Linked DNA regions of Mus musculus: region 1 is linked to region 2. The links are chromatin contacts, called in public promoter capture Hi-C maps. All regions are on one chromosome and are shown on one strand. The core of a region is the stretch at or near the end of the contact, and the rest is flanking DNA. Distances in the headings are between cores, read along the strand shown. Region 1 holds the start of 4933408J17Rik (RIKEN cDNA 4933408J17 gene). Region 2 holds the start of Ikbip (IKBKB interacting protein).

What was found. Promoter capture Hi-C pulls out the DNA fragments that hold promoters and counts their contacts.
Region 1: a promoter capture Hi-C map of hippocampal neurons shows a contact between it and region 2, with 4 times the contacts expected there. The contact joins the promoter of 4933408J17Rik here to the promoter of Ikbip in region 2. A contact is called at or near these places in 2 of 39 promoter capture datasets (hippocampal neurons and pre-B cells), 2 of 115 datasets of contacts at active chromatin or transcription factors (astrocytes and large pre-B cells) and 2 of 9 other capture datasets (adipose tissue and liver).

What each region holds. Positions count from the first base shown.
Region 1 is chr10:93,585,777-93,593,487 of GRCm38.p6, forward strand. It overlaps 4933408J17Rik (RIKEN cDNA 4933408J17 gene), which reads left to right and starts at 3,637. Exons shown (of 4, transcript NR_045810.1): 1 at 3,637-3,994. Snrpf (small nuclear ribonucleoprotein polypeptide F) reads right to left here and starts at 3,882. Exons shown (of 4, transcript NM_027246.1): 1 at 3,763-3,882; 2 at 2,222-2,347. The coding sequence starts at 3,765.
Region 2 is chr10:91,081,394-91,088,946 of GRCm38.p6, forward strand. Ikbip (IKBKB interacting protein) reads left to right here and starts at 1,646. Exons shown (of 3, transcript NM_026166.2): 1 at 1,646-1,903. The coding sequence starts at 1,734. Apaf1 (apoptotic peptidase activating factor 1) reads right to left here and starts at 1,350. Exons shown (of 27, transcript NM_009684.2): 1 at 790-1,350.

The sequences.
Region 1 (7,711 bases), core at 2,387-4,886, 2.5 Mb after region 2:
ACTATTAGGTGGTTCATTTGTTTCAACAGGGTTTCATGTATTCCAGGTTGGCCTGCAACTTCCTGTGAAATGGGGATGATGTTTTAATTTCTAATCCTCCTGCTTCTATCCCAGGAATGACAGAATCACAGGCTTTTTTTCACAGAATCACACCAAGTGACAGGGATGAAACAAAACATTCTGGGGTTTTCAGTGTATTCATAACATTGAACTCTCATTTCTAATCCCACACTATATTCACCACTACAGGCATACTTTCCAGACTTTTCTACAGCTTTTGTAAATAACTCGTTTCAAGAATTTTCCAGACCAAATCTCTCCATATTCTTGTTAGCTGGATTTCTAGTTAATATATCCACCTAAGTAACCTTTAAAATCTGGGCAGAAACTACAATTAAACACACAAAAAAATTAAAAACAGACAAAGTGGCACATGCCTTTAATCCTACCACCCAGGAGGCAGAGGCAGGCAGATCTCTGAGTTAGGCCAGCCTGGACTACATAGCATGATACAGGCCAGCCAGGGCTACATAATGAGACCTTGTCTTAAAAAATACAAGTAAATAAATAAATAGAGGATGTGAGTACCTTGTCTTAAAAAATACAAGTAAATAAATAAATAGAGGATGTGAGTAACATATTTCTCCAAAGATGAAAGCACATGGTTAATACACACATGAAAAGGTGCCCAATGTCATTGGGGAAATGCAAGCCAAGAGGAGATACTATTTCAGATCAGGAGAATAATATTTATACATTAAAAAGAGGAACCTCGTAGAAAACAAGTGTTAGTGCAGATGTGGAAAACTGTAACTCTTGGGTACCATCTGAAGGAATCAAAACCACACAGCTGCTATGAAAAACAATATGACATCTACTCAAAAACAACGAACCAGTAATCCGACTTGTGTATATACTCCAAAGAGTTAAAAGTAGACTTGGAAAAATGCTTGTTTGAGGCTGGAGAGTTGGCCAGAGGTTAAGAGCACTGGCAGCTTTTCCAGAAGACCTGGGTTCAATTCCCAGCATCCGCATGGTGCCCACGGCATCCATAACTGCAGTTCTAGAGTGCTGACGGATGCCCTTGTCTGACTTTGATGGGCAGCAGGCATATACATAGTACACTGACAAGACATCCATAAAATAAAATTAAAAACTAGAAATCAAAATGAATGAACAGGTTGAGAATGTAGCTTAGTGGCAGACTGCTGGTCAGCATGTACAGAGGTCTGGGCTTGATCCCTACAAGAAACTGGACAGATGGGGCTGGAGAGATGGCTCAGCAGTTAAGAGTGACTGTTCTTCCAGAGACCCTGTGTTCAATTCCCAGCAACCACACGGTAGCTCACAACTATTTGTAATGGAATCCAATTCCCTCTTCTGGTGTGTCTTAAGAAAGTGACAGTGTACTCACATAAAATAATGTTTTAAAAAAACCAAACAAACATAATAGACTGTAAAAATGCGTTATAGCTATATAACGGGATATTATTCAGTCCTGAAAAGCAGTAACTTCTATCAATGAATCCTGAAGCTATAATCAAACCAGACAAAAGGACAAAAAGCCTACCCCAGGGCATTTATGGGGCTTTGTTCCAGGGCCTCTAGGACCAAGGGTGTTGGAGCTCCTTGTTTCAAATAGCTGAGCATCTGCATAGAACCTAATGTCCTTCTAATTTCTAGACTGATCATAGCCTAGTACAGTGGAGAAAGCAAAAGGACTGTGTACCTCGAACATAAGATATAATTTCTCTTAAGAATTTTTGATCTGAAGTTAGCTGAATTTATAATACATTCCACTTACATGAGAGACAGTCCCACTCTTAATCATAGGGCTGGATTACAGGTGGATTACAGGTGGTAACAGAACTATTTAATGGGTACAGAGTTCCATTTGAGTACTAATGCCACTGCATCATAGTGCTAATCGCCTATACAGACACGTCTTAGAAAAAGACAGGCTGAATCATTGTTTTCTGTAATAAACTAGTTTTCCCTTCTGCTTTAGAGACCAAATGTCAAAGCTCTGTGTTCTGGTGTAAGTACTCCTAAGAACATCATGGTTCAACCTCCTCCCTGGTTCATACTTTAATCTCGACTCCACTTTCTATTGTCAATCTGTGCGCATTCCCACCAGTCTCAGTAAACCTTTGAGGAGTAAGGTGACACAGTAGAAACCTGGTTTCCTGCTCCTCACCCATGCTCCTCCTCCTCAGCATACCTGCATGTTCATGTAGCCATCCACGGAGACCAGGTAGCCCTTGTACTCCATGCCCCACTTAAGTTTCACCATCACTGGCTTCCCTGTCAGCCCATTGAGAAAGGGCTTGGGGTTGAGGGGTAGACTCTGTATAAAAACCAAAGGCAGCACTCAATAATTTTTGCTTACCTCAGCTTCCACCACCCACTCTCTACTGAGACACCAGTCAAGACTTTATGACACAGGGTAAACTCCGATCCACCATCACTTTATAATTTGCTGGAGGGTGTCTGAGAGAAATTTAAGTACCCATTTAGCCAACTTCATAGTCCACTGACAGAAACGAAAATATGAATTATGCAATTAAATGTCGAATGACAGATGGGAGTGGGGCAAGTGTGTAACACAATGACAGGGCACTGCCCTAGGATACTTAGGTCACTAGTTCCATTTTGAGCACTGCCGAATGGACAAAAGCCCCAAATACCTACATTATCCAAGCTCTAAAGGAATCAAAATAAAGGTACAGGGTGGTCTCTGCAGACATTAAAAAAAAAAAAAAAGCTCAATATCGTCAGTGAGAGGGCCTCTTAATGCTAAATCAAGAAGTATTATTCCCTTTAAATTCATAACCACCCCCATACTCCATTCCACTCACACACCATCCCAAAGAATCTTGGAGAGCACAGGGTCTAAATGAGTAGCCAATTTACGCTGCCTATAATTTATCATCCACAAACCACTTATCAAGTCATGTACTATTGTGACTTAAAAGAATGCTCCAATGGTCTCTAACTGCACTTGACAGAGCCTCATATTTCCTAGGAGGCGTTAAGGTCCCAGGCTGTATTTTAAAACCATCATTCTTGCAAGCAGCGGTCAATTCTTGTCAATTCCAACTGGTCAAACCTACTTTCTACTTGGAACTCGCGCAAGAAATACTCTTCCACCTGCTCTGTGACCTGGATGTCTGGTTATTTGACACCTTCTGGAGAAGAGCGCTCCTCCACTGCGTTATAACTAGGCAGTGCACCTCTCAGAGCATCCTATCAGCTCCCTGCTTAACAATCACCGCTACTTGTAATTGCTTATTTTGTTGTTATTATTTGACGGCTGCCTACCTCCCACTCCTAAGAAAACGCAGAGTCTACCTTACCACCCCATCTTCCTGGCGCCTAAGATCAGTATTAAATGAGTGGAAGGGTAGCCGGGGTTTTCTGCGCCAGAGGACAATCTGCTAAAATTGTCAACAGCAAGGAATAAATGGCGCACTGCGGAGCGTGCTAGGTAGAAATGGAAAACTCGCTTCGGTTTACCCCTACCCTGTGAGCCCAAACTAGGCTACACCTCAGGCTCCGGGACAAACAACACGCGGAAAGGTGGCTGGGGATCTCGGGGAGGGGAAGGGCTTCCGCGCGCGCGCCGCCAAGGCCTCCGACGTCGGGAGCAGGAGCGAGCGGCCAGCCGCGCGGCGCCTCGTGGGGATGAATGGGAGGCGCAGGGGGCGGCGGGCCCCGCGAGGCCGCCCGTCCTCCAGCCCCCGCGGCGCTCATCGTCCTTACCATCGCGACCACCGGCGAGCGCTGCACCCCGCTAGCCGCCGACTCCGCCGCTGCCCGCCCCTCGTGACCGGAGCGGCTGCCGCTACAACCAAGCGACCCGCGCTAAGAGAAATGGCCGACAAAAGCGGCCTGACCTTTCACCTCACGCCGCGTTGTCTCGGCTTCTGTGATTGGCCACCAAAGACGTGTTTACTGATTGGAGGGGATGGCGGTACTGTTTCCTAGCAACCAGGTAAGCGTGTGTTTGTGTCCACTGCTCAAGTTCGAAGTGGGAACGATTGAGCGACCCCAATGTCTTTGCTTCGGGACAAGGGGAAGCTAAGTGCCCTGGCGAACGGACTTGGTTTCTTTAGCTAAAGAAGGTTTAGTCTGTCCTTCAGCTGAAAGAACGAGATCGGGTTCTGGAGGTCATCCTCCCATAGATCCAGCACTTGGGGAACACCTCTGGCACGGCCCCCCTTTTATGGGACTGTTCTTTATTACAGAATGTCCGTCCACTTGCGGGTTTTTAAAGGAAGCTGGGGTAGCAAGACTACGTGAGTGCTAGTGAAAAGCACTCAAGTGGGGCTTTACAACAGTTGAAACCAGGTCAAGTTAAGTCTCGGATAATGTGGTGGCCTCTTGTCGTTCTGATGTCTAAGCATTCCCAGAACCAGAGGCCAAAGGAGGTCCGTTTACGTGTGTTTGTGAATAGGATGTGGGGAATTATTGACGCTACCACAGGTTAATCGCTCTGATGGAAAGTTATCGATCAGAACCCCGTTTAATTTCCCCATAATCTCAACATTTCAGTATCGCTTCACCTGTGATATGAAACCCGTGTAAAAAGAGTACTTTTTTCTTTTTCGGGAGATCTAACCCTATATGAACCTGAACGGTTTTTTGTTTGTTTGTTTGTTTTGTTTTTTTGGCATGGATTCCCCAAATAACTCGAGATTCGAGATTGGCCCAGGCCTAAGCCTAAAGACTGTCGTTTATATTATTAAAGTATGCCAACACATTCTGGGGGTGTTGGCTCAATGGAGAAGAGCGCTTTTCGCACGTGAAAAGACCTGGGTTCGAATCCCATCCCCACATGGTGGTGACTCACAACCATCCAAAGTTTCATGTGCCGGGGACCCATCTCTCTCTTTTGACTTCTGTGGGTGCCAGGCCCTCCCGCGGTGCACATGCGCACATGCAGACAAAACATGATAAAGAAAATTTTAAAAATGATGCTGCTAATCTCAGATACATTTTGATCAGACCGAAATCTTAGCTCGGATTTTTTTCCCATGGTAATGGAAGAATAATTACTGTTCCTGACACTCAAATATGCTCTACTTATTCAGTCAGCATTGACAAATTTATAAATCTTAAACTCACAATCCTGGGGATACCTAGTCCAACTTCTAATTTAATACTGTAGGTGATGAAATACTGGGAATTAGACTCAGACAGATTCATGTTAGTATTTTTCTCCTTGTATTGAGCTGTCTTCCGTATTCTGCAAAGGACCAAGAGTAAAATGCACAAGGAGAGATACGTAATAAAACCAAGACAGACAGAATATTTGTCTCCCAGGTTATGGGAGAAACCAAAGTTACAAGACTGGGGGATGTACCAGTTACAAGTTTCAAATTTTCTACAATATTTCTACAAGTCCAAGCACCCAGAAGAAGCAGTGTTTCAGGTCCTCTGACCTGTAGTTCCTCAACTTCTAAGCCCCATCATCTTTAGAAAACAGACTCTAAAGCACAGATCTCAACCTGTAGGTCACCACCCCTGGGGGGCAGGGGGGTTGAGTAGCCCTTTCCCAGGGGTCATGTATCAGATATACTGCGTATGAGATATTCATAATAGCAAGATTTCAGCTATGGGGTGAGCAACAAAAATAATTTTATGGCTGGGGGTCTCCACAACATGAGGAACTGTCTTAAAGGGTCACAAGCAATTTGGAAGGTTGAGAACCACTACTCTAAAGAACGATTTAAATGAGAACACTTTATGGGCAGACAGAATCTCGGGGTGGTGAATGAGGCATAAAGACAAGGGAGACGAAGGAGACACATATGCTATAAGGTTTATGGTTTTGAGTCTGTTGGTGTTTCTTCACAGAGACAAAACTAGTTGCATAGTGCTATGTGACCATATCTGCACAGGCTTTGTGGAAATAGGCAGTGGAGAACATCAGAGAGAGAGAGAGAGAGAGAGAGAGAGAGAGAGAGAGAGAGAGAGAGATATTGGGGGGTTTCTTTGCCTGCACATCAGTCCCCTCCTGCCTCCTAATGTCCCCTGGAGAGTTCCCACCTCCTTACTAAGGTGGCAACTCGAAAATCAGATCCCAGTTTAATAGTTTAACAGGAGTGCCTAGATGTGGCAGAAGGAGCCTCTGGGGTCAGGTTCAGGTGGCAGAACTTGAGACCACACTGAATAAGCCGGTCACTGCAGAGGATTCGGGCTGTCCCGTTTGTAACCAAGATCTAGGAGCCAGACAAAACTGAGAAGACCTGAGGTGACACATACTGTGCTTGTATGCAAAGGTCATAGAAAAAGCAGTGTGTGAGGGAGCAGAAGATTTGAAAGAACACCGTTATAAAGTACGTAATAGGACATGAGACTGTCGCTGTGGCTTTTAAACTTTTAAAGCACAGAGCACTTTTTTCTTTTGGCTCCCAGCTTTCAGGATTTCAGTCCACAATCAGCCTGTTTCGTCCCTTTTGGCCTCTGCCGTCAGGCAGAACTTCATGATGCCAAGAGTATATGGTGAAAGACCATCTCATGCCAGCCATGAAGCTGAGAGATATAGACGGTGCTAGGGACAAAATACACTGTTCCAAGGCATGATCTCAAGGATCTAGTTCCTGTACGTAGAGCCCTTGACCAGCATGATCAGCAGCGCCACTTCAAGTAGTAGCTTCCCACACTGGGCCATCTCCCGTGCGCATACCTTTCCTGTCCTGCTCAAGCGCTGGGATCCCATACTGGACTGGGCTGCCTCCTGGGAGCCCATTCAACTGTGAAGTCACCAGTGTAAGATGAGCACCCTCTGCTGGGCGGTGGTGGCGCACACCTTTAATCCCAGCACTTGGGAGGCAGAGGCAGAGGCAGGCAGATTTCTGAGTTCGAGGCCAGCCTGGTCTACAGGACAGCCAGGGCTATACTGAGAAACCCTTCCTTGCTATCCAGTCACCTCTCCGTAGCGCCACCAGCTGGATGTGTGAGCACCAGTCTGAGCCATCTTCCAGTTTGAGGTGGTAGAGCACTTGTGGTTTTGACTCACGTTAGCCCAATGACTAACGATGCTGCATCCCTTCGCGTGCTTGCTGGCCATTGGTGCGGTGGTTCTCTGAAGAAATACCCACTCAAGTCTTGCATACATTTTTGTATGCTGTGTCTCCGGAACCCTTACAGATACTGGTTAATAAACTAAAAACTAAGAAGTCATCTCACTCCTCAAAATCTCATTTGATTCACTCACAGAGTGGAACGGTTAGACTAGATCATGGTTTTCAACCTTTTTGTATTATTTTGCACCAGGTAGTTATGTATTTGTGTGTGTGTATCCATGTGTATGTACCCACGTGTGTGTACCCATGTGTGTATACTTGTGAGTGCACACACACGTGTGTATGTACACATGTGTGTTATGGGTTTAGAGATATGTTTGTGAAGTGTGTGTATGTGTCTGTGTTATGGGTTTAGGTGTTTGTGTATGTGTGTGTATGTATTATGGGTTTAGGTGTGTGTGTGTGTGTGTTATGGGATTAGGTGTGTGTGTGTGTTATGGGCTGAGATACACGTGTATGTGTGGGTACAAGTACATGGAGACAAGAAAAAGGTCATTTGGGAATCCTGCTCTGTCACTCTCTACCTATTCCTTTGAGACAGAGTCCCTCACTGAGCTGGGAGCTAGGCTAGGGGGCCAGGAAGATGCAGTGGTCCTCCAGTTTCCGCAGCCCTGGGGTTA
Region 2 (7,553 bases), core at 396-2,895:
AAAACCAAATACTCTACCGGGCAGTGGTGGAGCACACCTTTAATCCCAGCACTTGGGAGTCAGAGGCAGGTGGATTTCTGAGTTCAAGGCCAGCCTGGTCTACAGAGTGAGTTCCAGAACAGCCAGGGCTACACAGAGAAACCCTGTCTCCAAAAAAAAAAAAAAAAACAAAAACAAAAAACACTTTGACAACTAAGTTCCAATTTTCTCTAGCCTTACTGAACTCATATACATAAATTATATATATATATATAATATTTTTTTTGTTTTGGTTTTTTTTTTTTTTTTTTTTTTTTTTTTTTTTTGGTTTTTCGAGACAGGGTTTCTCTGTATAGCCCTGGCTGTCCTGGAACTCACTTTGTAGACCAGACTGGCCTCGAACTCAGAAATCCACCTGCCTCTGCCTCCCGAGTGCTAGGATTAAAGGCGTGCACCACCATGCCCAGCCATAAATTATATAAATTTTAAACAACTTTTTTCAAACTTTACACAAACTGGAATACTATGGGCAAATTCCCAGGGCCACAACCTCTTTGTGGCCACAACAAAACAGAAAGCCAAAACTGGTCCGAGATACAGACCACAATATAAAGGCTAAGTCTATCCAGGAAAACAGTAATAGTGGTCTACTTCCTCCTTAGATAATTTCTCTTCCTGGTACAAGAGCAGGAGGATGATTACCAAACATCCCGCGTCCCCTGATCTTTCAGTCCCTGGGAGCTACAACAGAACTTGCAAAGAGCCTGCCCAGAGGAGCTTGGGGAGGTGAGACCGAGGCAGTAAACTTACCCAAGCCTTTGCACCGGAGTTGTGCTGGGAAGAGCAGCCGGGGGAGGGTCACTGATGATAATCGAAAGAAAGCAGCCCAGGGAGGGTCACTTATGAGACTAGATTGCCAGAAAGCAGCCGGGGCTCCCGCCTGGCTTCCGGCGACCCCGCGCCCCGGGCAGGTCCTGACACCTCCCTGGGTATCAGCTGCTCGGGGCGCAGGGTGGATGCCCGGGATCTCCAAGCGGCGTCGAGGGGTGGTCACCTCGGTGGGCTTGCCTCGGGCCGCACCAGGGGAGGGTACCGGGACCCAGGGCACAAAAGCACGGCCACTCCAGTCGCCGCTTCACCCCTCTGGCGGGAGCTGCCCGGGCGGGAAGCGGACGCCGCTCGGAAAGCCGCTGCGACTGTCTCAGATCGTCGCCGGTGGCTGATGGCACACACCCCTCGCTGCCGACCCCCACACACCCCTCTCACACCCTTCCGCGAGCGGAGTGAGACGTCTGCTCCTCTAGCTGCCTCCTGGTCTCTGCCTCAGGACCGCGGAGCACTCAAACACCGCTGGGCCCGCCCAGTCCACACAGCGCGCGCCCGGGCACGCAAATTCACTCGCCCAGGGCCCGCCGCCGCGGCCGCGCGCGCGCGCCCCGCCCGGCGCGTGACCGCAAGCCCTGGTTGAGCGTTCTCGCATGCGCGGTGGGGTGGGGCTAAGCCGCGGGCTCGCGCCCAGCTAGACGTGGCACTCTCGGCCCCGCCCCCTCTACGCGCCTCTCCGCAACCTGCGCGCACCCGCGAGCTTGGGTCTCCCGCAGACTCAGTCGGGTAGCGGAATCCAGAGGCGGGGCCAGCCGCTTGAGGGCGGGGCACAGCCTTGGTGGGCGTGGCCTTCCGAAGCTGCTCTGCAGCCACGTCCCACGGCCCCCCTCCAAAGCCATCCTGGCTTCAAGATCTTCAGGGATCCAGACATGTCCGAAGTGAAGAGCCGAAAGAAGCCGGGGCCCAAAGTGGCTGCTCCTGAGCCCGAGAAGCGGAGTGATGGCAGGAAAAACCCCGAGGCGCGGGGGGACGCGGGCTGGGCGGACCCCCGCACTGGGCTCAGCCTGCTGTCTCTGGCGATGACCCTGGGCCTGGCCTGGTAAGTGTGCGATGCTGCAGGCCGTGGGTCGGGCCTCGCGTGGGCGCCTAGCACCTCGAGCCAACCCACTCTCGCTTGAATACGCTCTTTTAACAATGTTCTGGTAGCATGCTCCTGTCGCTGCCCTCTAAAGTCTGGGAACATGTCACCCAGGACTCGGCCCACACTTTATTAAGCATCTACTACTGCACGTCACAAGTTTGCACATACCTAAAAACCACTACTTCCCGTCCACTCTGTAGCTTTGCGGATGAGTTTGCTCCACCCTCCACCAAAAATCGCACTCTTAAAATGTCTGCAGCCTAATAAAAAAAAGTTCGTTGTTGCTGAGCGATAAATGCTAATGAGACTTTCTCCTATTTAGAGCTGTGTGCCTACATTAAAACTATAGTCCTTTTTTAAAGATTTATTCTTGTTTATGTGTATGAGTGTCAGTGTATTTGTGCACGTGTGTGCAGGTGCGCGAGGATCCCGCAAGAGAGTGTCAAATCCAAGAAGCTGGAGTTACCAATGGTTGTAAGACACCAGACATGCATGTTCTTAACAGCTATAAAAGACTATATAGTCTTACTCCTAAATTACAAGTTGAACTGTATGTAACATTGTAAAGAATATGTTTTCCCTTAAGACTAAACATTCGTGTTTTCTTATTGTTGTTGTTTTAGTTTTTTGATACAGGGTTTCTCTGTGTAGCCCTGGCTGTCCTTGAACTCACTTTGTAGGCCAGGCTGGCCTGGAACTCAGAGATCTGCCTGCCTCCACCTCCCTAGTACTGGTGTTAAAGGCATGTACTACCACAACCTGGCTGTATGACACATACAACCCAGCTATATACATGTATTTTTACACTTTATTTGCAGTAGTGGGGGCACCGCCATCCCGCTCAACATTTGTAGCTTTGAAACCAAGCATATATTAGTGATATATTAGTGTAAATGTGGAATAAGAGAGCTAATAGAATTCAGAAAAGACTCTGGATATCCTCCAGGGTAGAGTAGTTTTGATGCAGGTTTATTTCCAGCTTAGTTTATTGGTGACACCCTGAGTCCTTGAGTTTTTTGTTTTTTTTTTTTTTTGGGGGGGGGGGTCTATGGTTGAGTGGTTGGTTTGGTTTTTTGAGAAAGGCTCTTAGGTAGCCTAGGTTAGATTAGAACTCACTATATAGCCGAAGGTGACATTGAACCCCTGATCTTCCTGCCTTCACCTCCCAAGTGCTAGGATTATACTAGGCATTTGTACTGGGTAATGCTTGAGTACTGGGTTTTGTTATAAGTTAATAAAAACGTGTTCAACTGAAATACAGATCATTGTCCTCTTTAAAAAGAACTTTATTTAATGATAGTGTTAGTATTTGAAGAATATATTAATTCTGATCTAAATGTGTTGGATTTGCTGTTTTAAATAAACTATGCATACCTTAAAATGCATGCCTTTTTAGGTAAATGGGGACATGGTACATTTTGTATTGGGAAAGAATATTACTGAGTTATTGTTAGTTCTCTGTAGGGCAGTGTTTCTCACCCTGTGGGTTGAGACCCCCACAGGGGTAACATATCAGATATTTATATTGTGATGCATAATGGTAGCAAAATTACAGCTTTGAAATAGCAATGAAAATAATTTTATGGTTGAGGCTCACCACAACATGAGGAACTGTATTAAAGGGCCACAACTTTAGGAAGGCTGAGAACCACTGCACCAGGGCTTAATACAAGTGGTTTTAGTTGCTAAATTTATTCCTCTAGTTCCCGTTAATTAGACAAAGCCTCATAATCCACTAAGAAACTATGTCATAGAATGTTCAGCTTTTTTGATAATTCAAGTTCAAAAAATGATTCCGTTGAGTCAGCAAGATGGTACATTTGATAAAAGCATTTGCTCTGCAAAGCCAAAGGACAGCCTGAATTCTATCCCCAGCATTCACACAATGGAAAAAGAGAACTGAATCCCCAGAGTTGTCCTCTGACCTCCATACATGCACAGTGGAACACCTGTGACCACACACAGAGAGACAAATAAAAATAGTAATGAGGTGGAGGGCAATTGAGAAAGACAACCAGCTTCAGTCTCTGACTTACACACACACACACACACACACCACAACACACACACCACAACACATACACACACCTTAAAAAGTTGTGCTTCATCTTAGGGATTTAACATTAAGGGTTAAATTAAAGACAAAACATGTTAGTTACACTGATTAGAAAGGTTATTTATAAGCTGAGCTTTGTCTCTCCAAAGTGATTTTTTAAATGTCAAATCAAAATTATAAAGCAAGAGTGTAAATCTGTATCCAAAACTTTATCTATTTACGTTCATTAAGAAAAACTAATAGTGCCGGGTGGTGGCGGCAGCGGCGAACGCTTTTAATCCCAGCACTCGGGAGGCAGAGGCAGGCAGATTTCTGAGTTCGAGGCCAGCCTGTTCTACAGAGTGAGTTCCAGGACAGCCAAGGCTATACAGAGAAACCCTGTCTCGAAAAAAGCAAACAAACAAAAAAACAGAAACAAAACCTAATAGTGATATATTATTTTAAAATAACATACAGTTAATATATTTGGAGTTATTTAAAATTTATATTGAGAAATGTATGTATTTTCAGTATTGCTGTAGACAAACATCTACATAAGACTGTTCCATTGTTGTCTTATAATCAAACAACTTTTATAATAATCATTTTTATTGTTACAATATTTTATGAATTTTAAAGAATATGATAAAAATCGAAAAGTATTGCAGGTTTAGAAGGGAGGCTCTTTGGGAGGAGTTGGGGTACAAAGGGAAAGAAGAATGTGATGTAAGTCTTATTTACTCAAAATATGTTTGTTTTTTTTTTTTTTTGAGACAGGGTTTCTCTGTGTAGTCCTGGCTTTCCTGGAACTCACTTTGTAGACCAGGCTGGCCTCGAACTCAGAAATCCTCCTGCCTCTGCCTCCCCAGTGCTGGGATTAAAGGTGTGCGTCACCACGCCCGGCTTCAAAATATGTTTTTAAATGTTAACAAATTCAGATAAATTGAAATTATGTATCTTTTCTCATCATAATGCAATAAAACTTAAATCAAAAAAAAAAAGCAAGAGTGTAGCTCAGTGGTAAGGGTGTGATATGTGCAGGTGTATGGTGGAAGCCTCACAGCAACATCTGTGCCTCTCACTCTCCACCTAATGTCTTTGAGAGAGAGTCTCACTGAACCTAGGACTCACCAGTTGGCTAGACTGGCTGGCCAGAGAATTTTAGTGGTCCTGTTTCCTCTCACCCTCTCTCCTCATGTGCTAGGGTCACAGATACAGAGGGCAAGCACTTTCCCATTGGGCCATCCTCCCAGCTCCTCAAAAGCTCTTTTAACAAGGAATAGGATTCAGAGCTTTCTCTCTCATCCAGTATAACTTTCTCTCTAACTCGCTCTTACCCACTGATCCATCTCTCCAGCCCCCTCTATAAATCTTTTAATATCTTAGCTAACTCTATTTCTAGGGGTTTTGTTGTTGTTGTTACTAGTGTTAGAAGAGTTTCATATAAAATATGGCATTATACTTTAAACACTTACTGGTTTTTGTTGGGTGATTTGAGTTTTGGGTTTTGTAGAGATGGGGATTCACTAGATAGCCCTGGCTGGCCTGGAACTCACATGTATGCCTCCCAAGTGCTGGGACTAAAGGTGTGTACCATGGCTGGCCTTTTTGGTTTTGTTTTGGTTTTTTGAGACTGGGGTTTAGTCTCAAACTTATGGCAATTCCTGTACTTCTTCCAAGTACTGGGATTGCAGACATGGGCACCATACCCAACCTTGCCCTGGTTTTAAATAATAGAATACAGTCAGTGTTCCCTTCAACATTAGGTAGCTGTAGATGGTATGAACTGATGTTAAATGGGCATTGACCCTAATAGTAACCCTGTAATGGACCATAACTGCTTCCTGTTATTATTTGCTCTTTCTCAGTACCAAGTTGAAAGAGAGGCAGAGAAATCTAAGTCCTCAGTCATCTGCCTGCCACCATGTTAGACTCCCTCAGAGGTGGTGCTATGCGCCATTCACTAACACAGAATCCTAAACTTGCTTGAGGCCTAGATAGACGGCAGCAGCTGTGAGGGAGGGAAGATGCTTTTGGAAGGTCCACACTGAAAGCTGACCCCTCCTGGGTCCCTTTTTCCTGCATCTAACACGTTTAAGACTTCACCTGTGTGATAGTGAAGAAGGCCCAAACAAAGTCCTGCTCCCATAGAGACTTACAAGTGATCGATACATCTATCCCCTACTTGGTTTGTTACCAAATGGGCTCCCTAGTTCAGCTTAGTGTTTAGTGGTAGGACTACGACTATGACCAAGTGCAAGCAGAAGGGAGTCATACTCCTTTGAACAGACAACTGCAGGCATGTAAGAGAGATGGGAAAGTGCACAAAGGGGTCCAAAAGAGAGGGCTAAGGAGTACTAACTTGCCTAACATTCACAAGACCCTGAGTACCTTCAGGACCACAGAGGAAGGAAGCAAGGACAGAAAAGGGAAAAAAGTCATTATTCTATGTGCTTTTATAAACATGAGACTATTTTATTTCTCAAAACCCCAGGAGATATTATCATTCCTACTTTCTAGATAGGAAACAGGAGTAAAGATAAACTTAATTTGTCAAAAGTGGTTGGTTATAGTAAATGCAGAGCCAAAGGAGTCTAGATGTTTAACCTGTGTAATATGTTGCCTCCCCTCAGTGTTAATCCAAATTAAGATCAAGTTTCTGAAGCACAAGGTAGTGGCCCATGCCTTTCATCCCAGCACTGAGGAAACAGAGGCTGGCAGATCTCTGGGAGTTCAAGGCCAATCTAGACTACATAGTGAGTTGTAGAACAGCCAGGGCTACATATGAGACCGTATCTTGAAAGAACAAACAAACAAACAAAAACCTGGGAATAGAGAGTTGGAGATAGATGCTCAGTGGTTATGACTACTTGCTACTCTGACAGAGGACACAGGTTCTGTTCCAAGGGCCCACTTAATGGCTCACAGCATCTATAACTTCTGATCCCCAGTTCTGGCTTCCTCATGCACCAGGCACATGTGTGGTACATATACATACATACATATAGATAAAAACTCAAACATTAAAAAAATAAATAAGGGAGCTGGAGAGATGGCTCAGTGGTTAAGAGCACTAGCTACTCCTACAGAGGACCTCGGTTCAATTTCTAGCACCCATATGGCAGCTCACAACTGTCTGCATCTCCTGTACCAGAAATGTGTGTCTGTCTGTGTCTGTGTGTATGTATGTGTCTGTCTGTCTGTGTCTGTGTGCATCTCTGTGTGTGCATCTGCCGCAGACCCTCTGGGTCCCTGGTCTGCGAGGAACAGGATTTCTTAGGCAGATGGGCAAAAGAGTCGGATGTGACAGACAGCCAAACACGCGAGAATGGTGTTGGATCTGAATGTAATGTTCTGGTTGAGCTTCAGACTTATATTACAACGAATTATCAGAGGATACAAATCACAAAAAGACAAGATACACTGAAATTCACCAGTTACAGCAGAAAGGAATTTGCAGGGACTAATTAAATGTTTACATTAGGGATAACAAGCCCTGCCTAGGATCAGCCTAAAAGCATCAGGGGGTTGTTAACTCTTGATAGGCCTTAAGAGTAGTGTGTCATCAGGAGC